2 separate regions of the Mus musculus genome follow, and region 2 is linked to region 1. The links are chromatin contacts, called in public promoter capture Hi-C maps. All regions are on one chromosome and are shown on one strand. The core of a region is the stretch at or near the end of the contact, and the rest is flanking DNA. Distances in the headings are between cores, read along the strand shown. Region 1 holds the start of Bcap31 (B cell receptor associated protein 31). Region 2 holds the start of F8 (coagulation factor VIII).

The links. Promoter capture Hi-C pulls out the DNA fragments that hold promoters and counts their contacts.
Region 2: a contact with region 1 is called in a promoter capture Hi-C map of erythroid cells, with 28 times the contacts expected there. The contact joins the promoter of F8 here to the promoter of Bcap31 in region 1. A contact is called at or near these places in 2 of 39 promoter capture datasets (cranial neural crest and erythroid cells) and 1 of 9 other capture datasets (adipose tissue).

What each region holds. Positions count from the first base shown.
Region 1 is chrX:73,714,036-73,720,129 of GRCm38.p6, forward strand. Bcap31 (B cell receptor associated protein 31) reads right to left here and starts at 2,169. Exons shown (of 8, transcript NM_012060.5): 1 at 2,083-2,169; 2 at 758-893. The coding sequence starts at 849. Abcd1 (ATP-binding cassette, sub-family D (ALD), member 1) reads left to right here and starts at 2,562. Exons shown (of 10, transcript NM_007435.2): 1 at 2,562-3,895. The coding sequence starts at 2,996.
Region 2 is chrX:75,376,309-75,382,402 of GRCm38.p6, forward strand. F8 (coagulation factor VIII) reads right to left here and starts at 3,733. Exons shown (of 26, transcript NM_007977.2): 1 at 3,179-3,733. The coding sequence starts at 3,324. Fundc2 (FUN14 domain containing 2) reads left to right here and starts at 6,091. Exons shown (of 5, transcript NM_026126.4): 1 at 6,091-6,094.

The DNA.
Region 1 (6,094 bases), core at 919-3,418:
AGAATATTCCTTAGGTATTATTAACTATGGCAATTTTATAAATCCTAATTTAAATACGAATAGTGTTGATATACTACAAATGATTGAAACAATATCTAAATAACGTTTAGCAAATCCTGGTTTTTTGGGTTGTTTTTTGTTTTTCGAGACAGGGTTTCTCTGTGTAGCTCTGGCTGTCCTGGAACTCACTCTGTAGACCAGGCTGGCCTCAAACTCAGAAATCCACTACCTCTGCGTCCCAAGTGCTGGGACTAAAGGCGTACGCCACCACGCCCAGCCTGTTTTTTATTAAAAGGGACTATAGCTTCCATCCTTCATAGGCTGAGTAATGCTCATGAGCCTACTAAGCAATGCCAGTAGGAGTTAGCTAGGAGGTCAAAAGTCAGCAAATCGGCAACAATGTAAGCCAATGGTGCAAGTATTCAAGTTTCCACACAATTATCCCCTACAGCCCTGAGGCCCAAGGGTTGGCAAGAGAATATTACTCAAAAAAGTTGAAGTCAAATCTTCTTTTGCAAAAACCAGAAGACAGTGTGCACAGGAAAGCAAATGACGAGGTGACAAAGCCAGACAATGTTCAAGATTGGTGATAAGAAAAAAAAAATCATACTCCTGACACCCTTACTCAAGACAGGTTTTACTTGTTTCCATATAGCCTCAATTTCAGGGTCCACCAATTTTGCACACAGAAACTACAAGGTTCAGGGTTTGATAGCACCCTCATCATATGCTTGCTTTGTTGTTCCACTAGCCATACCTTTTTGGAGAAATGAAGGGAATGCAGAGAAGCAACACAGCAAAGACCTCTGCGTAGAGGAAGGTGGCAACTGTAGTCCACTGCAAACTCATCCTGTGACTTAAAGGGTTCCAACAGAGGGATGGGAGCTTGTTTCCTGGCAGGATACAGAAGAAACAGGAGGAACCATGAGAGCTGGAAAGTCACTGACAGGGACTGCTCAGGGACCCTGGAGAGGCTGGGGCTGCTATTCTTCACAACAGACCACAGGATTCTGCTTCAGAGCTTTTGAAACCCTGGTTGAAACAGGGTTTAACCCAACAGCAGACACTTGACCAATGATTCTAGCCAGCCAACAAACTTCCCTTGCCTGGGACAGTTACTTGTGCCCCTCCAGCAAGTATGTTACTATGACTAGGTACTTTTGTTCATGATTCCTTTCCCCGGGGCCGTCCAAGAGACTCTTAAGCCTGTTTAACTAAGAAAATGTTTCTCATAAGAATAGGAGAACCTTCTCAGCACCCATCAGGCTCCCTTGTAAGGCTAGACCTGTTTAAGAAAATGTTTCTCAAAAGAACAGTACGTAAACAGAAGGACCTCAGCACCCATTAGGCTTCCTTCCAAGAGTAGAAGCCTCTGCTGCCAGGAGCTATACATGTCTTCCAGTCGCTTCTACAGTGGGACTGGGACTGCAGTGTTCATACATGTATTTTCTGCAAACGCCACCACCTAAGCCTCTGCACAAGAAAGCAGGCCCATTTCCTCCAGAGCTTATGAGGGGCTGATAACCCTAGTAGCCTCCAGCCTCCTTCTAAAGCTGCTTTTGAAAACTAGATAGGCCTTCCGAATGCTCGCACGAATGCACAGGGTGTAGGCCTCCATTTACTCTCAAAAGGCCCACAAGAGCGACTCCTAGAGGGCGGGAATCCAGGCCAAAAGCAAATACAGGTCTCCACAGAGCACGTCCAGGCCTTACCCAGAGAAAGTTCCAGAACCAGAAAGTCTCTCCCGAAGCCAAAAAAGGGACCTCCCTGCATCCCTAGCAAGCCACAACGCCCAAGTCCACAGCGCCAGGTGGCTTTCGAGGAGCTGGGCCTACCTGGGCAGCTCTTCTGGGGGGGGGTGGGGAGGACTGGCCCCTGTCCTCGCGTCCCCTAGAGTCCCGCTCCACCTACCTCCACAACATCCCTATGCCTGATCCTGCCCTAAACTCCGAAGTCGGCCCGGATCCCTACACTTCCCAGAACCCACAGTATTTCTGGGATGCTCGCCTTCCTCCCTCATGAAGGGACTGGGGGGGAACCTCGTTGGTCCGAAAGTCAGCCATGCATGCGGACCCAGCTTACCGAGCTTCAGCCTACTCGCACGCCCCACCGCAACTACCAAACTCTCACCAATGCTCAGGCCCGCCCCCTAGCCCGCGGGCGGAAACCGGAAACGCGCGTCAGGCCCCGCCTACAAGTCCTCTAGAGGCCCCTAACGGCTCCGCCCATTGTCGTTTCCCGCCCCGCCCTTAGGCGCGGCCTGTTGCCAAGGTCTAGAAAGGAAGTAGAGGCTGACGGTTGAAGGCCCCCTGCCGCGCCTCTGACACTTCGGACACGCAGGGGTGGAGCTTGGAGGCGCCTTGGCGGGAGGGCTGGGGCCGCTTCTGTAGTGTACGCGGACTTGCTTCGTTTCTGTTGTCGGAGAGGGGGAGGGGTCCAACGGTAGGGCGAGAACGGGGTGGGGCACCCCTAACTCGGACTCCGCCTCTTGCCTCAACTCCGCCTCCTCTTCCCCATCACCACCCCTGGGGAGGGGTAGGTGGGTGGGGATTCTGGGCCTTGGCGTAGACGCTGTCGTTACTGCCGGGCTGCTCAGCGGACAAACACGCCTGGTGCCCCGGGGAGGGGCGTCACGGGGGGTGGGGGGGGAGGAGCAGTAAGAGGAGGGAGGTGGAAGGAAAGACACAGCCTCTCTCCTTAAGACCTCTCGAGGCTCTGACCTCAGGGGCTAAGGGGACAGTCTGTAGAGGGAAGCCAGTTCCTCCACCCGGGCTGCCTGAAGAGGCCACGACCCTGGAGGATTCTAACCCAACCGATCCAGGGGCCCCAGCACCACCGCGAGGGCCTAAAGCAACAGTCTCAGGGATCACTTCAAGGTTTCCAGTTGCCTAGACAACGAGCCCTGGGTCAGAGCAACAACCCTTCCAGGATCTGTCTGCAACTGTAGCCTCAGGCAGCAGTTCCAGCCCTCAGCCTGCTCACCAGTCCAGGTGACATGCCGGTGCTCTCCACTCCCCGGCCCTCACGGGTGACCACGCTGAAGCGCACAGCTGTGGTCCTGGCCCTCACAGCCTATGGAGTCCACAAAATCTACCCTCTAGTACGGCAGTGTCTGACTCCTGCCAGAGGTCCTCAGGTGCCAGCTGGGGAGCCCACTCAAGAGGCCTCTGGAGCCACCGCAACCAAGGCTGGCATGAACCGGGTATTCCTGCAGCGGCTCTTGGCGCTCCTGAGGCTGCTGTTCCCCCGAGTCTTGTGCCGGGAAACAGGGCTGCTGGCCCTGCATTCTGCTGCCCTGGTAAGCCGAACTTTCCTGTCTGTGTATGTTGCCCGCCTGGACGGCAGACTGGCCCGCTGCATTGTACGTAAGGACCCGCGGGCCTTTAGCTGGCAACTGCTGCAGTGGCTCCTCATCGCCCTTCCTGCCACTTTCATCAACAGTGCCATCCGCTACCTAGAGGGCCAGCTGGCTCTTTCTTTCCGAAGCCGTCTAGTAGCTCATGCCTATGGACTCTACTTCTCCCAACAGACTTACTACCGAGTAAGCAACATGGATGGACGACTTCGAAACCCTGATCAGTCTCTGACAGAGGATGTGGTAGCCTTTGCTGCCTCTGTAGCCCACCTTTATTCCAACCTGACCAAGCCACTCCTGGATGTGGCTGTGACCTCCTACACTCTCCTTCGAGCTGCCCGATCCCGAGGAGCTGGCACAGCCTGGCCCTCAGCCATCGCTGGCCTGGTGGTGTTCCTCACAGCCAACGTGCTTCGAGCCTTCTCTCCCAAGTTTGGGGAGCTAGTGGCAGAGGAGGCACGGCGAAAGGGGGAACTGCGCTACATGCACTCTCGAGTGGTGGCCAACTCAGAGGAAATTGCCTTCTACGGGGGCCATGAGGTGGGGCAGGTTGAGATGCTGCTTAAATAGCAGAGGAGGTGGCTGGGAGACCTATTGCAGTCAGCTATAAGCAGTAAGGGAAGCCCAACAAGGCCTTCTCAGGCTGATGTTAAAGTTGTAGATAGACACTGGGACAAGCTTGGGGGTAGGCTTTGGATGGCTATAACCTTAAGATGCAGAAATGGAGAAATGGCACCATTGGGTGGGAACTTCCCTGTGCTGGCTGCCTGCAACCTCCAAGCCACTTCTGCTTCCTTGGTAAAATTGTCTTGGACATTTTGGATTCTAGCTTTGGATTCTAGTGATTTGTGATGCTACTGGTCCAGCTTACTCCAATCTTGCAGTCAACCACTCCTGCAGCCACCTGGGAGGAATTAGACTCCTACCATCTCTGGGAGCATAGGACAGAGCCTGCTTCCTAACCTCTCTTGCCTCTCTGAGCCCTTTGAAGGCTGGCGTCCAGCAGAGTTGGCTGGCTGGGCTGTCCAGTATTATGGGCATGACTCAGCCCAAGCAGAGGTTAACAAGCAGAGCTCAGCACAGTGGCTACAGCAGTAGTGTTGCTGCTCAGGGTCAAGGCTGTCAGAACCCCAGGCACGTCGGGTTAGTTACTGACAGGCTTGGCAAGCAACCTGCCTAGTTGCCTCCCTCCCTCCCAGGGATAGGGATACCTGGCCTCTGCCATAGAAGCCTGACAACCTTTCTCACCCCCACCCCTGATGTCCTACCCCCAGTGTAGCCACCCTTCCACCCAGATCCCAGCTACTTTATGAGGTGGGCTAGGGCCAGGGATGCCTGGCAGACACTGAGAAAGGCTACTTTAAACCAGTGTAAACTTTATTCTCTGACAGCCCCTCCCCTTCTTTGTGCCTCTTGTGGTTGCAGCTGCCTCAGGCCTTGTTCAGGCTTCTGGTTTCGGTTCCCTAGTGCTTGGGGCGGGGGAGGGATACAAAAGCACCATTTCATGAAGGCCTGTGTGTTTCCTGGGTCAGGTAGCCACTTGCCCCAGGACCTTGTCCCATTGGCTGCATTTCATATGTACAATCAGTTTTGTCCTCGACTTTTAGAAAGGATTTGTCTTTACACTCTGCAAAGAGGTTCTCTGGTCACAGTCAGGTTTCAGATTAGGAGAAAAAGTGCATCACCCTTACTATAACCCCAGTTCCATTCTCTTCTCCTGAATGCTGGGCTGCAGGGCTTTGGCAAGCTGCCAGGGCCTTGGGTGAGGCACTTGGCACAGTACTTGTAGCTGTATCATCAACCTTAGCTGGCACTACTATCAGCTTGAGGCACGAGCCTAGATTACCAGCGTGCAGCAAAGGTGGTGCACTCACTTCAGGAATGAGAGGCTGGATTTTTGGAAACTGGGCTGTATGAGCAGTTCTAGGCAGAGGGCACAAAAGAGAGAACACTGGTATTTAAAGAGACTTCCTTTGGGCTAGTTTCAGGAAATAGCAAATTAAACAATAGAGTTCACTTGCTGGGACTCAGAGACCTTGTGTAAACCCTTGGCCTGCTTGTCTAAGCCCCTTATGTAAAGCTGTATGGTATGATGGGCCACCATGGGTGGATTGACTGCCCTTGTTGTATAGGCACATGTCCCACTCTAGTCCTACTGGTTGCTGTACTGTGGACATGGGCCTGGATTCAAGTCAAGAGTTTATGAAAAGGGGACTAACTGGCTGACTGGCAGGCGAACAGCAGGGTATAATTTCCTTACTAGAATTTCAGACAGTGCATATGCATGTGTACATACATGTATACAAGCCTCTTGCTTAAAAGAACAAAGTAAATCTTAAGTCATCTTCATTTGTAAGAATCTGGTTATTAGGCTGAGGCAGGAGGTTCATTGTGAGTTCAAGGCCAGCTTGGGCTACATAGTGAGTTTCTGGGATACAGAGCAAGGCTGTCTCAAAACATAAAAGCTAAGCATGGTAGCACCTTTAATCACATCACTTAAGAAGCAGAGACAGGAAAATCACCACAAATTTGGGGTTGGCCCTGGTTTACATAAAGAATTCCAGAGCAGCCAGGGCTATATAATGAGACCCTCTCTCTCAAAAACAAAAACAAAACACAAAAACAAACAAAAAACCAACCAGAAGTCTGGTTCTTTAGAGCTGGAATATAGCTCAGTGGTAGAGTACTCACCTAGTACACTCAAGGCCTAGAATGCCCAAGACTCTAGGTTCTATCCAT
Region 2 (6,094 bases), core at 2,483-4,982, 1.7 Mb after region 1:
CCTTGATGACTAGCTTTAGGAATGTAAGCTAATAGCTTTTAGTAAGGCAGAGGGAATGGGAGACAAGGGCAAGGCCTGCCAGAGTCATGTTTGCCATGCCAAGGCTGGCCAGAGTCTTTCAATATATACAATGGAATTCAATTTAACTGTAAAGAAAAACAAAACAAAACCATGAAAGTTACAAGTAAATGGATGAAGATGGAACACAGAAAGAGAAATGTCACATGTTCTCTCTTATTTGTGGATCTTAGCTCTGAATCTTTAGGTTTGATTCTGTAACTTGGACTATCTGAGGAAGCCAAAAAATAAACAGAGACCACTGGGGAAGGGGGACAGAAGGAGCTCTAGAAATAGGGATGGCAGAACATAGTGGTAAAGAAAAACTGGAGGGGAGGCTTTCTAGTTGTTAGTTGGGAGGACTCTAAGAGAAGCCCCAAAACAATATAGGCTATTGTCATTGCTCTTGGCTACAGGCCAAATTATGAAGATAACATACTATTGTTGAAGACATCACATGCTTTGGTCATAGAAGTTGAGAGGAATTCAGCTAGTACTAACCTGGAAACCCCCTCCTTGTGGGTTAGCATTCATAGTGTCAGAAGGTGCTATGCAAGCTACCAACAGGGATAAGTTATCAGTTCTACCCAATGTAAAGCCCAAGAACCACAACAATGATGAGACCAGCAAGATGCCTCAATAGTTTAATAGTAGCACTTGTGTCTTAGAGGTAAACAACAGCTGTCTAACTAGATCTAAAATCTGTTCAGTTGAAGGGAATTCATTGCCTTGCCAAGAACCTCTGGCTAAAGAGATAACAGGCCCTACAGGAAGATCTACTACTACCCTACCACTAAAGTAATATAGTTTCCATCTGCCTTCTAAATACCCATCCTTATACCATAGGTAAGTACAGCTCTGATATCTCAAGCTTCTTTGTGCAAGAGACAGAGTCTATTAGAGAGAGCCACAACTAGTCAAAATGTAGAGAATAGGTGGCCATGGGGACCAGACCCAAATGGGAAATCTGTAATAAAGTATATCTAGGACTTAGGAAACATAATGGAAAAGTAGACAGAAAGATTATAAGAGACTAAGGACCAGAATGACTGTTTTGGGATAGTGTCTTCTGGGCAGAACAGGCATTCTGTACCAATGGACACATAAATTTGAGAGGAAATATTTGGGGGTGCATGAGAAAGTCGGAAGGGCAAATAGGGGGTAAAAATGATGCAAATAAAATTTACTCATGTATAAAATCCTCAAATTAAAAAACAACTCAGAAATGTTAAATTTTGTGGTGCATACCTGTTATTTCAGAACTCAAGAGGTAGAGACATGAGGATCAGAAGTTCAAAGTCATCTTTATCATCTACATAATAAGTTGGAAGCCAATATGGGCTACATGCAATCCTGTCTCAAATAAAATAAAACCTCCAAATTCATTCTTTTAAAGAACTACCACAAACAAAACAGGGAAATTTTTGGCAAGCTTATTCACAAATAACTAGCAAAGACACAGGAATTTAAGGGCGTGTAACTACAGACAATTTAAAGATTCATGAAAAAGTAAAACACTGTAGCAAAGCAATTGTTAAAACTAAAAGAGCTTTCCACTGGAAATGTTATCAACACTATCCTAAATCTCACTGGGGACAAATGGAATCATAAGTAAGTCTTGCCTAATTTTTAAATAACAGAGAATTCTATAGAAAAGGATGGAATACTCACCAATTTATATGATAAATTAAACCAAACTTTAATACCAAAACTCACTAATGATGATTAAAAATAAAGCTAGAGAGGTGAATGTGGTGGTGCAATTATGATAGGCTATTTACACAGATGGAAGTCAAGCTAAATAGATCACTCTCTAGATACCATTCAAAATAAATGTCAAGATAAATTAGAGTCAAAAATACTAAATTCTTACAACAAAATCTAGAAGGACATACATATAACCTTGAGGTGTGAAAGACATTTTAACCAACACTGTCAAAACTAAGGATGTGAAAAATTAATATTTGACTATAAAAATTAAGTGTTTTCATAAGTAAGTTATAAAGTAAGGCAAGAGATAGATAATCTTAGGAGAAATTATAATATAAATAAAGGATAATGAATACATGTAATAAGTGTTTTTGCAGCTAAAAAAAATGGAAGACCCCAAAGAAATATGGGTGAAACATAAAAAAAGTAAAGTCTGAAAAATTAACTCTGATAGCCAACACGCATTTTAAAAGATGATGAATCTCATTACAAATAAAATATTACAATTAAAGATACAATATTCTATGCTTATAAGACTGGAAAAAATTAAGCAATAATGTTAGACTTATTCCTGATGCAAATGCAGAGGTAAGTATAATCCCATGCTCTGAAGATCAAAATGCATGAAGAGTCTTGAACGTTCTAAAAATTTAAACTAAAACAGCTGATTGTGGTGGCTCATACCTTTAATCCCAAACTTAGGAAGCAGAGGCAAGTGGATATTTTGGAGTTCTGGGCCATTCTGGTCTTCATAGTGAGTCCCAGGCCAGCCAGAGATATAAAGACAAAACAAAAGAAAAAACTAAAACAGAACTATGTCCTTTGTTCCAGCAAGATACCACCAGATAATCTATTCACTAAAATAACAGTAATGTGTCTGGGATTTTATCTCAATGATAAAGCATTCATAAATAAAACAGGAGACCCGAAGTACCACAAAATGAGTGAATTGGTGAGTTAATGAACACAGTACATAACAATATATGATAAAGACCCTCTCCATTCCAAATGGTAATGAGATGAATGTGTTTATTTTTTTTGTGTAGATGTGTACTTTTGTGTAGAAATAATGTGTGTAACAACAACATTGTAAAAGTTAAAAATTACTGACTGGACCCCTTAGTCTACGCAGTCTAATTGCTTAGAATGTCTTTTCCCTACCACCCTCTCACACACATACACACAAACAAACACACACAGAGTTTTGATTAGTAATTATTAATTTTATAAAAATGGAATATTATACATAATTTATATGCTTTTACACTAAGAAACACCTAGTAGACTTTTCTCCATGTCAGTAGAAACAACCTTAATTCATCATTTGTAATATATGTATGAGTTGGGTCATACAAATAAACACAGTCAAAATCACATCTTCACAATGTTGCACTTGACAGAGGATTTTTACCTTGAGTCTGTATGCAGCACACTGAGCAGATCACTCTGAATATAGTTCCAGGACAATTCCACTGCACCAAGGTAGTATCTTCTGATGGCACTAGAGCAGAAATTGAAAAGGCTCAGAAAGAAGCAAGCGAAGAGTGCTATTTGCATGGCTTTTATTACTAGAAAATGTTCAACTAAAGAAATGAAAATTTAACTCTTCTCTAAAATAACTTTAGCTTTTAAGAACAAAAAGAAAATGTAATGATTTAGTAAAAAGTCCTAAATATTTTGCAGAGCATTTTCTGGAAGTTTATCTACTGTGAGTGAAAGTAGCATTAGCACAAAACAGATCTGAAAGGATTACTTCCTTTTGGGTAGTAGGAAGCAGGCACAGGAAAACTGGAATAGGAAGAGTGGCTGAGCTAAGGCTTAACCCATTTCCTGCTGGGTGCATCCTAACAAGTTTGAATCCTTAAGAAAAGGAACAGAATACTGAGGAGGGGCGTTCAGGTGTATTTAAATTCCTAGCCTATTCTAAAAGACTGTTCCTTGGTACCTGTAGCAAAGAAACTCTAGATAGTGAAGATTCTGGAGTCTGCATGGAATGTAAAAGCTTCCACTTTGGGATTCACCAGATTCCAGCCTACTTTCTCCGCAGAAACTTTCCAGCTGCCCACATGGCCTAGAGATCCAGATAGGATACCTGTACCATATGTTTTATTTGCTGTTGCTTTTTTATTAATGATTACTATGGGAGGCCCCAGGTAGTCATAGGCAGAGCTACTCTTGGACAGGTGTTCTTGAATTGTATAAGAAAATAGGCGGATCAAGACATAATGATCAGTCAGTAAGCAATGTTCCTCCATGATCTCTGATTCAGTTCTGGCACCCAGGTTCCTGCCCTTTTGAGATTCTGTCCTCATTTCCATCAGTGAAATTGATTAGTGAATTGTTTATTACATGGAAGTATAAGTTGAAATAAACCCTGTTGCTTTTGGTCATGGTGTTTTATTACAGCCAGAGAAACTTTAACTAAGACACCCTCCCTCCTCAAAAAGCTGGAAACAAACTTATCATATGACCCAGCTATATCACTCTTGGGCATACATCTAAAAGGATTGTACATTCCACTATAGAGATACTTGTATATCCATATTCATTGCCATTCAATTCATAATTGAATGAAAAAGGAAAGAGCCAACATCCACCAACTGAAGAATGGATAATGAAAATGTGGTACATTCACACAATGGAATATTTATTACTCAGCTGTAAAGAAAAATGAAATTAAATTTGCAGGTAAATGGATAGAGCTGGAAATAATCATTCTCCATAAGGTAACCTAGACCCAGAAAAACAAATGCCTCAGATTCTCTCTCACATGTGAATGCTAACTCTGAATCTTTAGATATCTGTCTTAAATTGGAGTATCCATAGAGATCAGGAAACTAGCAAGGGGCCAACAAGGGAAGGCAGATTTCAAGGGAAATGGGATATACTGCAGTTGATATGAAAAGGGAACAGGAGAAGTTGAAGGGTTACGTGGGGTAAGGATAGGAGGGCAGGAGAGAGAAGTGAGTATGGGTAGTGATTATTAACACTAAAGATACTTGAAAAAAATATGAAAACCTACTACTGTAGAAGCTTTTTAAATAAAATATACATGTATACATATATAAGAATTTAAATGGAGTTACCCCTACATCAGGATGACAATGTCCCTACTAAACACTGCAGGGTAACAAATATAAAGCCCAGTGCCAGGAATGGGTCACCTCTTTTGGAGTTTGTTGGCTCCATAAACCCCCAAACATTATAAGGTACTGCCAATTTTTTGGCAATCTACAGAACTTCATGGTTAAGATCGTATTGCTGATGACACAACATAGTTGAGTCATAAAACATGGGGAAATCAAGCTGGCACTGACAAGATTTCACAGTGCTGGAAGGTTACATGTGTGCTATTTGGGGTGACAAGTTATTGACAGTCTTACAAAGCATCTAAGAACCCTGTGAGGTACTATATAATGACTGATATGTCAAAATAGCCTCATTGCTATGGTAGTGGCATAAATATAGTAGGAGTAACTAATCACTTCATGTTTGTATTTAAGGCCCACTCCACAGGATAGAACCGATACCTGTTAGAAAGCCAAAACCCCATGGCTGCCTAAGTCATAGGGAAGAACTGCTTTCCTAAATGGACACAAAAATAAACTGTCTCCTCCCAATTTTTTTTACTATTATACCGATAAAATAGGGGATCTTTCACTCCTCATCTAAGAATCTTCTTTTTTCTAATAGACTCACAACTAGTATATGTACAGAGGATAAGAGGCAATAAAGTGCTCAATTCTAATTGAGATATTTGTATCACTCCCCTCTCCAGTCCCAAGGGATCGGAAGTCCTGTTTGGCCTCAGGTACTGCGTACACGTGCTGTACTCAAACACATGCAAATACTCATATACACAAAGTTAAAAAAAAAACTTTAAAGCGGAAGAAGCAGCAGTCATAATACAAGTGTACATTATTAAGTGGTTGGAATGCTTTTAAAAAGTGTAAGATGTGTTTTCCTGAACTTAAACAGCCTTGAAATTAATGTCAGAATTAACATAAGTTCATTGTTTACATAAATATGCAAAATCTAAAATAAATTAAAAAAAATAAAGGTGAGATAAACTCTGTCACCACCAAGGCAGAGAAGCTTTCTGCACACGTAGCAAGCATTCATTCCTCTGCGCAAGTGTGGGGCTGCAGCTGAGGTGGTTGTAGCAGCTGCTCCAGGACAGGAAAGATGTCTAATGGGACCAGGCCCCGCTGTCTCCGACTGCCAAGGGACTGGAAATATCTGCCCCCCCACCCCCTGCCGGAAGCCAGCTGCGGATGACTAACGCCTGTTCCTGGTCTCGTGGTCTGAAGCTGTGTCATCGCGATAC